Linked DNA regions of Mus musculus: region 2 is linked to region 1. A link is a contact called in public HiChIP or PLAC-seq data. All regions are on one chromosome and are shown on one strand. The core of a region is the stretch at or near the end of the contact, and the rest is flanking DNA. Distances in the headings are between cores, read along the strand shown. Region 1 holds the start of Atp9a (ATPase, class II, type 9A). Region 2 has its middle 40 kb from the start of Gm25214.

What was found. HiChIP or PLAC-seq counts read pairs in DNA pulled down with a chosen protein or histone mark.
Region 2: a contact with region 1 is called in an H3K4me3 HiChIP or PLAC-seq map of embryonic stem cells, with 9 times the contacts expected there. The contact joins the enhancer-like site here to the promoter of Atp9a in region 1. A contact is called at or near these places in 9 of 39 promoter capture datasets (cranial neural crest, embryonic stem cells, epiblast stem cells and 4 more), 4 of 15 datasets of contacts at CTCF or cohesin (embryonic stem cells and stem cell-derived epiblast-like cells), 23 of 484 Hi-C or Micro-C datasets (embryonic stem cells, spermatogonia, stem cell-derived epiblast-like cells and 1 more), 15 of 115 datasets of contacts at active chromatin or transcription factors (embryonic forebrain, embryonic midbrain, embryonic stem cells and 4 more) and 3 of 9 other capture datasets (adipose tissue, liver and pancreatic islet).

What each region holds. Positions count from the first base shown.
Region 1 is chr2:168,738,988-168,744,487 of GRCm38.p6, forward strand. Atp9a (ATPase, class II, type 9A) reads right to left here and starts at 2,813. Exons shown (of 28, transcript NM_015731.3): 1 at 2,695-2,813. The coding sequence starts at 2,762.
Region 2 is chr2:168,840,230-168,844,985 of GRCm38.p6, forward strand. No RefSeq gene overlaps it. Among named protein-coding and RNA genes, the nearest start is that of Gm25214, 40 kb to the right of the region's middle. Within about 2 kb of position 1,357, at least 30 of the 459 cell types and tissues checked have an H3K27ac peak or open chromatin away from gene starts, as enhancers often do. A contact at or near this core is called in embryonic stem cells, epiblast stem cells, extraembryonic endoderm stem cells and 2 more, where this site is marked.

The DNA.
Region 1 (5,500 bases), core at 1,563-4,062:
TGGCAACATAGTGAGTTTGAGGATAGCTAGCCTTGGTTAATGAGACTTGGCTAATAAGAGATGCCCTCTTCTGGCCTCTGGGGGCACTGCAGACATGGTGTACACACACACACCACATGCAGAAAACACCCACACATGTAAAATAAAAATAAGCCAATCTTTATTTTTCATTTGTGTGTGTGTGTGTATGTGTGGGGTGTATGTATGCACACATGCAAGCATGTGGGGGTCGGTATATGTCTCAGTGGGAGGGGGAGTGCATGCATGCCTATGCGTATGTTACATGTGCCATGTGTACCTATGAGCACAGGGGCCTGGGGCTCACAGACGTCAGGAGAGGACTTCAGAGCCACCATGGAGGGAGCTGACAGAAATTACACCCGGGTTCTATATAAGGGCAACAAGCTCTGAGCTGCTGAGCCATCTCTCCAGCTCATAAATCAGACTTGAAATAAAACAATATAGAAATGATTTCCTTTATGTATGTCTGGGTGCAGGGAAACACCACGTGTGTATGCCGAGGTCAGAGGACAGCCTGCTGTAGCTGGTTCTCTGCATCCACCTGTGTCACAGGGGACCAGCTCAGGTCACCACGCTCAGCAGTAAACATCTCTCTTCAGAGCCATCTCCACGGGACCTCACTGTTACTCAGGAACTCAGGATGGCCTCAAACTCACCAGAGATCCACCTGCTTCTGCCTCTGGCCTCTGGCCTCTGGCCTCTGCCCCTGCGGGGATTACAGACCTGGGCCACCATATCCAAGTGATTTTTGTTTGTTGTTTTTCTTTCTTTTTTTTTCTTTTTTCTTTTTTTTTTATTTTATGTATGTAAGTACACTGTAACTATCTTCAGAGACACCAGAAGAGGGCATCAGATCCCATTACAGATGGTTGTGAGCCACCATGTGGTTGCTGGGATTTGAACTCAGAACCTTTGGGAGAGCAGTCAGTGCTCTTAACTGCTGAGCCATCTCTCTAGCCTGTTTGTTGTTTTTCGAGACAGGGTTTCTCTGTGTCGCTCTGGCTGTCTGGGAGCTTGCTCTGTACACTAGGTTGGTCTTGAAATCACAGAGATGGCCCTGCCTCTGCCTCCTGAGTGCTGGGATTAAAGACATGTGCCACCACTGCCACCCATGATTTTTTTTTTTTTAAATATAAAATTATCTGCTCTCCTCTCTCCAGGCCTCTGAAAGTCAAAGCACATTCTATCCTGTAAACTTTAACTTATGCTCACACTCTTCTGATATGCACTGACCCAGGCCCTCAACCAAGACCGCCATTTAAAATCAGCAGGGGGCCTTCGGAAAGACACAAAGGCTAGGCCAAGTGGCACGGGATGCCATCCCACCTAATCTACCAAGGTGGCTGAGGCAGGAGTGTCCCAAGTAAGTCTCTCCTGTGCTCAGAGAACATTCAGAGCCAGGAGAAGAATTTCAGTGAGACCCCCAACTTAAATAAAAGGCAGAAGCAGCTGAGGATACAGCCAAGCGTTTCACAACTCTTGTCTGAGCCCAACCCCCAACTCTGGGAAAGAAACAAAGACTCACACACAGCCTCCATCCCTTGCACAGGACCTCAGAACCCTCAAAGAAGCCCGCAAGCATCGCGCAGTGCCTCCCCCATTGTTTGTGTACCGCGCCCAATACCAGGTAACTACATAAAGGATCGCCCGGGACCACGGAGGGCAAGCTGGCACCATCAGGATACAGGTCATTTCCATTCTTCACATTTCAAAATTCAGCAGGTGGGTGAATCTGTGAGCACAGAGGCCACCGTCGAGACCCCAGATTCTCATTTCATAGTCTAAAATGAGGTCAGGGGTGGGCTTCAAGTTCCCCAGGTAAACTCCTACACCTGCACACCTATTAGGCAGACCTTGTTTAAGTCAGGTTTTTCCTAAGAATCACCTGGCACAGTCCCTGCATTTAACAAGGAGACACGAATCAACCGCGGCACATTACAGTCTACTTATCTTACTAATTAAAGTGTTTATTGCAGGGGTTGGGGTAGGGTTCCACACAGAGCTCTGACGAAGTGTCTTCATAAAAACTTATATTCTGGGGGATGGGGGGGGGGCGTGTAGCTCAGTGGTAGAATGGTTAACAGGCTGGAGGACCGGGTTTGGTCCCTAGCACCATCAAACCCCAAAACAATTTAAAAAGCCAACAAACACCACCCGCAGGAAGTGTGGAGCAGGAAATGTGGGAACCGTGTTCCAGTACCTTCCCGCCCCCGCCCCCACCCCCAGGCTTTCCGTTTCCGTTTCCCACTCGGTAGAATTGAGTAGAGCCTCCGAACTGAGGCCTCGGGGAAGCCAGGCACAAAGAGCCCACAAGATGGCAGCTGGCATCTCTCCTTCCTACACTGATACCTGCTCAGCAGCCCCACCCAGCTCCGGCGTCCCACGGCCGAGCTACAGGGAACCGGAGAGACGGCGCCGCAGGCCCCGCCCAGCCGCAGCGCCTTACCTGCGCGGCCCTAGAAACGCACCTCCCAGGTCCCACCCCCAGGGGCTCCGATTGGCGGCTGGAGGCGCGGCCTGGGACTCTGCATTCTCTCCAGCTCGACCTCTGTCCCCAGGGGATCGAGCCTGCCCCCGCCCCCAGCCCCTGGCGGGGTCCCCCGCCTGCCAGGACGGACTCCCGGGGGCCGCGGCAGGTGTCCCCTCCTCCCTGCCCACGGCCCGGCCACTCACCCCGCGCGCGGCCTACTGTCCACCCGCTTCTTGTGGCGCACGGGCTGCAGCGGGATGCTGTCCGTCATGTCGCCGCCCGCCGCGCCCCCTGCGCTCCCCGCGGCCTCCGCGCCGCCCCGGGGCAGGGGGAGAAGGCGCCGGCAGCGGGCGGGCCGGGCCCGCAGCGCAGGGGCGAGGTCGCGAGCGCCGGGCCACGCGCGGAGCCGCCCGCGCGGCCCGACCGACGGACACGGCCGCACCATGGGCCCCGCTCCGCGCTGCGCCCACGCGCGCGCCCGCCCGCCGCCCGGGGCCGCCGCAGTGTCCCCGCCCGCGCCGCGCGCCCCCCACGCGCGCCTCCCCCCGGCCACGCGCCCCCCGCCGTGTCCGTGCGCGCGAGCGCGAGCGCGCGTCCCGCCGCACTCACCCCACCCCGGGCATTCTCTCCTGCTCGCTCCGAGCGGCGCGCACTCACCCCGCCCTGCTCACCCCACCTCCACGCCGCGGCCACTCGCGCGCACAGCCTGCCTCCTCTGCTGCAACCTGCGCCTCGCGCTGGGGTCCCCCGAGTTTCGGGCCGGGGTTGGGGGGAGAAGGTGGGCAGGTTTTCGGACCCCCACACACCCTGTGGCATCAATCCCACCCCTCTCTCCAGCTGCATTCCTAAATCATAATAACAGAGTCACAGCAGCCTTCACCCAGACACAGTGATCGCATGCAAAGGCTGTATCAGTCAGTCTGTCTCTCTCTATCTCAAAAAGGATATTGTGAAAATGAAAACACTCTGGGCGCCAGAGAACAGCTCAGCATTTAAAAAGCAGCCACCATTGCTTGACACACCTGCAGCTTCAGCCCCAAGGGGTCGGAGAGGGCACCTGCGCTGACGTGGCATACACCCACGCAGGCATATGCTACTTAAAAGAATAATGAAAACAAACCTTAAAACCAGCACATAGGAGCTGAGTTTGGTGGTGTATGCCTTTGATCTCAGCACTTGGGAGGTAGAGGCAGGCTGAGTTCAAGGCCAACCTGGTCTACAGAGCCTTGATGAGCCAGGGATATACAGAGAAACGATGTCTCTAAATAAATAATCAATCGACCAGCATATAGAGGGCTAGAGAGATGGTTCATTGGTTATGTTCACCAGCTGCACTTGTAGAGGACCTGGGTTCGATTTCCAGCACCCTTGTGCTAGCTGATCAATGTCGGTAGTCCAGCTCCAGGGGAAATGATGCCCTCTTGTGGCCATCGTTGGTATTGCATGCATATGATTCAAACATATGCAAAAAAAAAAAAAAAAAGTAAAATACACAAATCTTTTTTAAAATGAGTATGTATGTCAAGTCCCTCAAGATGTAACACCGTGTAACTACCATAAACGATGCTGAACTATGAGGGGCAGTTTCTGCTGATGTTTTCTGCCAGGGTCCCTATCTTTTATAGTATTTTCTCTATCGAGAAAGGATACCAAACAAATAACAAAAGTGACTGAGATTCCAAAGACATTCCCCAAGGAAGGAGGCATCAGAAGTATTTTTGAGGGAAAACACTATTCTTCTACCAGCTGAGCTGGCTGGCTTACTTCTTCCTCTTCATTTCTAAAATGGTGCAACAGGGCCAGGTCCTAGGTTTTGTCCGCAGCATCAAGACACACGTACACTCGCGCGCGCGCGCGCGCACACACACACACACACACACACACACACACCACCACCACCACCACCACAACCACACCATATGTGCCATGGCACACAGAGCTCAGTATGTGCATATAGGTAGACCCATTAGAGTAAGAGAGCAAATCCTACCTCCGGACCCACATCTGTCCCCAGCTCCTCACACAGGATCTCACTACATAGCCCTGACCTGGAACTCTAGACCAGGCTGGCTTCAAAGAAATCCACCTGCCTCTGCCACACTAGCGCTGGGATTAAAGGTGTGTACTACCATTCCCAGCCAGCCAAAGATAGACTTGTAGTTGAGTTTAGCTAGATCCTAAAGCTTTCAGCAAGTCCCAATAGCCCTCCCCACTAAATCCAAATAACTAAACCCATTTCACCAGCAAGGCACAGGAACTCCGAGCCGCCAGCACAGAACCACGGCATCATCAGGGAGCAGGGCTGGGCTCCACACTCAGTCATCCATCGGGATATGGGTCAGGTCACAGCAGAGCCACAGCTACCGGAACCCTTTGGAGCACCAAGCAAATGCTGCCCCACATACATTCAGGCACTCCCTTGGCTCCTATGGCTAATACCCTCTCTGGACCCAAAATGTAGCAAGAGCAACTGATCAGCCAGGACCCTGGAGGCTTCCAGCACCTTCCAGCTGTGAAACTCCTCCCGGCAGACCCCATGCTCTGCAGGGCTCCAGTTCCTTGTCTGTGACAGAGCTCAGATAGGCAGCGTTGGAAGGAACATTAGTCAGCCATGAGCAATAGCAGGGCTAGCATGCATGCCAGACGCACTGTATGGGCAAGGCTCCAGGGCAGCAGAATGTGCCTGTGTGTGACATAGTCTCCATAGGTAGCCCAGGCTAGCCAATTTTTCTGCCTCAGCCTCCTGAGTGCTGGAATTAAGTACAAGTCCCACCTAAAACAAACAAAGTTCTTTTTAAAAGGTTTCACTCTCATAAGCCACTCTCTGGAAGAGAGAGACACTTAAAGCCTCGGTATCCAATGAGTTAGAGGCTCTCCTGGGCTACAAGGGGAGTTCCAGGCTATTCTGAGCTACATGGCGAGAACCTGTCTCAAAAAAATAAAGGAAACCAGCCCCATCCGTTCAATGGGCTGGGTGTCTCTGACTCCTGGGTGTCTAGAAAGATCTTT
Region 2 (4,756 bases), core at 107-2,606, 100 kb after region 1:
TCCAGGTGTGAAAAGCTTGGCGGGTGTAGGGAGCAGGGCAGGGAGGGGCCAGTAAGGCACACGCCGAGTCCCATCGGCCACCTTCATTTCTCCTCTTTAAAACAGATTTTGGATTTTTCTAAAATGCACATTTGAGAGGGCTTGTTGTCACCCACACAGCAAATCCCGAGAATACAGCTACGGTTTGTAAACACAGGTGCGGCCCAGGGTTTAAAATGCTTATTGCAGGACGGGAAGGGCTTGCCCCTCCCCCACAGATCCCAGGACCTTGCACCCATGAGGGACTCCAGCCGGAGAGGTGGCTTTTATTTCCTTCCTTCTGTGGCTCCTTCCCAAATTTGTATAAAGTGGCCACTCACATAGCAACGAAATGTTCCAAATGGGACTGGAAACTGATATTTGGGACTCCCAGTATTGATATAAAACTTTCATATCGCCCCAACCGTATTACCTGGAGGAGATTCCTTCTTTGCCGCATATATTAATGTATATTATATGTTTTTATATATTAATATATAATGTATATATTTCTTTTTCTTAACAATAAGTGACATGGGCTGGCCAGATGGCTCAGTGGGTAAATGTTCCTGTTGCCAAGGCTGATGTCTCCAGTTCGATTCCAGAAACCCACTCAAAGTGGAAGAAGAGAACTTACTTCCAAAAGCTGTCCCCTGACCTCCGAGTGTGCATGCACGCACGAATGCACACAGTCTCTCTAAATAAACGCATATATTAAAAAAAATAGAATTTTAAATGCAGCAATTCTTAATCGCAAGTGGGGGCTTACAAGGGTAAACAGCTCGCAGCAGGGGCTCAGAAACAGCTGTGGAAGATTGCTTGCATCTTCACAGCCAAGCTGAGGCTTTCCAGGAAGGCTGAGATTAAACCCCTTGATAGGGAAAGATCAGATAAGTCCAAACAAAGACCATTTATATAATTGCCATCGGTCACCAGCTAAGTTAGCATTTTAAGGTGGGGAAGAAGGAAAGAAAAAAAAGAAAGAAAGAAAGAAAGAAAGAAAGAAAAAGAAATACCCCAAGCCAGGGCCATCAGTTAGTGACCTCAATCTGTAATAACGGGGTCCTGACAAAGGCAGACTTGGGAGGGGAACGCAGAAGCCTACGAAATCGGAAGGTCGGAATGGAATTGTTTGTTTTTCCAAATTGTCGAGTAAAGTTACAAGAAGCCACCTGGGTAAAGCCACAGCCTGAATCTGAATCCGCAGATAAAGCATACAGGGGCTGCAGGGTGTCGCCAGTAGATTGGAGACTGGAAGGAGGAATTTACTTGTGGGGAGGGAAGGAGACCAAAGGACATTAGAGGATCAAACCTAGCTAGGAGGGACACGCTGGGTGCTAGGCGTGAAGACGCCTGCCTTCTCACCCTACAAGGGCTTTTCAGGAAAGGGCGTTGGCCAGCCTGCTCCATCCTAGCCTTGAATATTTTTTTGCTCCCTTTTTGTTTGTTTATTTTCTGCTTCAAGGTTACATCAGCATAGTCTTTGTCCCAAGGGCTCACGACTGTGATATTTGCAATTCTAGACTTTTTTTTCATTCTGTTTAGATTCCGGAAGGACGACTCACAGTTTTTGTTTTTTTACATTGTCATATTTATTGCACTCTAAACGAGGGAAGCCTTCCCAGGGGCCCTCAGACTCTCCGGGGATGGGGTGGGGGAGGGTAGAGTTCTCCCCGGGAACTTTTCCTATTCGAATCTTTTTTCTTCCTAAGTCTCATCCATGGGTTTTTGAAAACCTGAACACGCTCCCTAACAATCGTCCAATAAAGTGGATCCCGTATCATCCCGCACTGTGTGAGAGTCACCCAGTGAGTGCACAAAGTGGAAACTGGCTTCAGATTTTCTGACTCAAGCTCCAAAATACGAGATTTTAGACCAGTCGGGAAAGTATCTCAACAGCCAGGAAAAAAAAAAAAACAAAAAACAAAAAACAAAACAAACAAACAAAAAATCAAAACCGAGTACACGGAAGTATTGGGGATTAAAAAATAACAAGAATCCCTGATACACTGAAGGCGGCTTCCGATCCGACCAGCATCCGGGTCATACTACCCGTGAACAGCGCCTCCCCAGAGTTCAGCATCTGGCTCTTACACCTAAGTCCAGCTCTCTCTAGCTATGAAAATTGGGTCAGGCAGTGAGGGTCAAAGGCTCGGAGGGTAAAGACTCTTCCCGCTAAGCTTCATCACCTGACCTGGATCCCCGGGACCCGCATGGTGGAAAGAGAGAACCATGCCTTGCAAGTTGTCCGCTGAGGACACTGGTGAGGACCTGACTCACGTGTGCTCCAATGCACAAAGTGACTGTGGTTGGAGACAGACGTTTTAAGGAGAAAACTAAGGTTAAACCAATTATTTGATGGCTCCCAGAGCTCTAATTTGGGTCCCATCACCCCTCTTGGGCAGCGTACATTGCCCTCTTCTGGCATCCTCTGGCATTACATGCATGCGTGTGGAGTACATACATACACATATAAATAAAAATACAAAAATGTAAAACAGTTGCTTTTCTCACCACGGTCATGAAAATGCCTGACAGAAGCAATGGAGGGAGGAAGAGAGGGAGGGAGGGAGAGAGGGAGGGAGGGAGGGAGGGAGGGAGGGAGGGAGGGAGGGAGGATACATTTTGACTCATGGTTTCAGAGTGCATCGTGGTGGGGTGAGGGGTGAAAGAGTCTCGCTTGGTGGCAGCCGACCGGAGCAGCTGCTTGCTTGTCCACTTGGCAGCAGGCAGGACACCGGAACACTTAGGATCAGAACAGAGGGTGTGCTTCATTTTTAAAGAGCCACCCCTAGTGACCTGTTTCCATCACTTTAACCCTCCAAAATCACACCACTTGTCGGGGACTGAGTGATCAGAGCGTGTGCCTGTGGGGAGATACCTAGATTCAAAGTACAGCCCTGAGGTCAGAAGGCTGGGCTCTAAGCGACACACTGTTGCCTTTATCTGTCATTACTTCATTATTGATTTAGTTTTTAGGTTATCACACAGAGTAATGAGGTGCTTGTTTGTTTGTTTTTGTGGTGCCTTTAAAAGACAAAAAGGTGGTGGTGGCGGGGTGAGGATGGAGGGATGGCCCAGTGGTGAAGAGCATTTGCTGCGCTTACAGGGGACCCGAGTTTGGGTCCCAGAATCCATGTTGGACAATTCATAACAACATGTAACCCCTGCTCCAGGGGGACTCCATGGGCTCCAACTTGGCCTCAGTAGGCGTCTAGCTCAAGAACGCGCACTCGCGCCCGGGATCTTTCCCTGTAAGGGGATAGAGTTACACCATGCATGTTCTCTAGGCTAGTTCTCAGATGCAGGTACCAACTGTGGACAAAATTTGCACCCGATGCCACTGTTTTCTTCCCTTAGCAAGAACCCAAGGGTCGGGCTGGAGAGACGGCTAAGATCACTGGCTGCTCTTCCAGAGGTCCTGAGTTCAATTCCCAGCAACCACATGGTGGCTCACAACCATCTGTAATGGGATCCGATGCCCTCTACTGGTGTGTCTGAAGACAGCTACAGTGAACTCATACACACAAAATAAATAATTCGAAGAAGAGGAGGAGGAGGAGAGGAAGAAGGAGGAGGAGGAGGAGGAGGAGGAGGAGGAGGAGAAGGAGAAGAAGAAGAAGAAGAAGAAGAAGAAGAAGAAGAAGAAGAAGAAGAAGAAGAAGCAGCAGCCACCGCCAAAGGTCACCAAAAGGTGGCATCAGGAGATCACCAATTACCAAAGAGAAACCAGCCCTACCCTTTCCTGGGTCCCTGCTGGGTCCCCAAAGTCACAGCATGACTGCAGCAGCCTGAGCTCACAGTCATGGAACTGGCACCTTATAACCTCTTTGGTTAAAAAAAAAAAAAAGCATCAACAGCTCTCAGACCCACAGCCACCTAGGAGCCAGATGGACGCCAGATACCTCTGCCTTCATTTTGTGCTGAAGGCACTGAGATAAGTTAATGTCCTAACACCGCAGGCCCTTAGATTCCAGGAAGAGCTGAACCTAGAAGAACAATCCACTCCCCCTTAAAGGAGGATAATTACCTAAGAGGGTGAGGCCACACCCTGGTCAAACTGCCTGACTTATCCCCTCAAGTGCAGGACAGAGGACCAGATCTCAGGATAAGGATAGTGATGATGGAGAGCAGCCCCTGCCCCCCAAAATCTTTGCTAGGGTACCCTTGCTCAATCTTGCATTGAAGTCTGAAGGTCATCCAGTTCCCTGAGGATGGACTCAGGGGTCTCCGGATTGCTTTGCCTTTATGCAGTTTGGTGGCACTGAGTGCATCTCCTCTCCTCTCTCTGCCTCTCACCAGGACTTGCTCCTTGGAGTGTTAGGGACAGGTGGCCAACCCTTGCCTGTTGGGGCTGCTGGCACCCAGGCTCGCACCTTAAAGACACTCCTAGCACCCTCGAGATTATGTCCAAAGCAGTAGGAGGAAATCTGGATTGAACACCCATCTTCTTGGCGGAGGGGGGAGGAACCCCCCCCAGGAAGTCATATTTTTAAGGTGCATTTATTTTATGTTTATGAATGTTTCGTTTGCGTGCATGAATGGGTACCAGGAACATTCCTGATGTCCTCGGAGTTTAAAAGAAGGCATGGAATTCCCTGGAACTGGGGCCATTGATGGTTGAGAGACACTATGTGGGTGCTGGACATTGAACTGGGTCCTCTGCAGAAGCAGAGTGCTCCAGGGGCTGCAGAGATGGCTCAGCGGGTAAGAGCACTGACTGCTCTTCCGAAGGCCC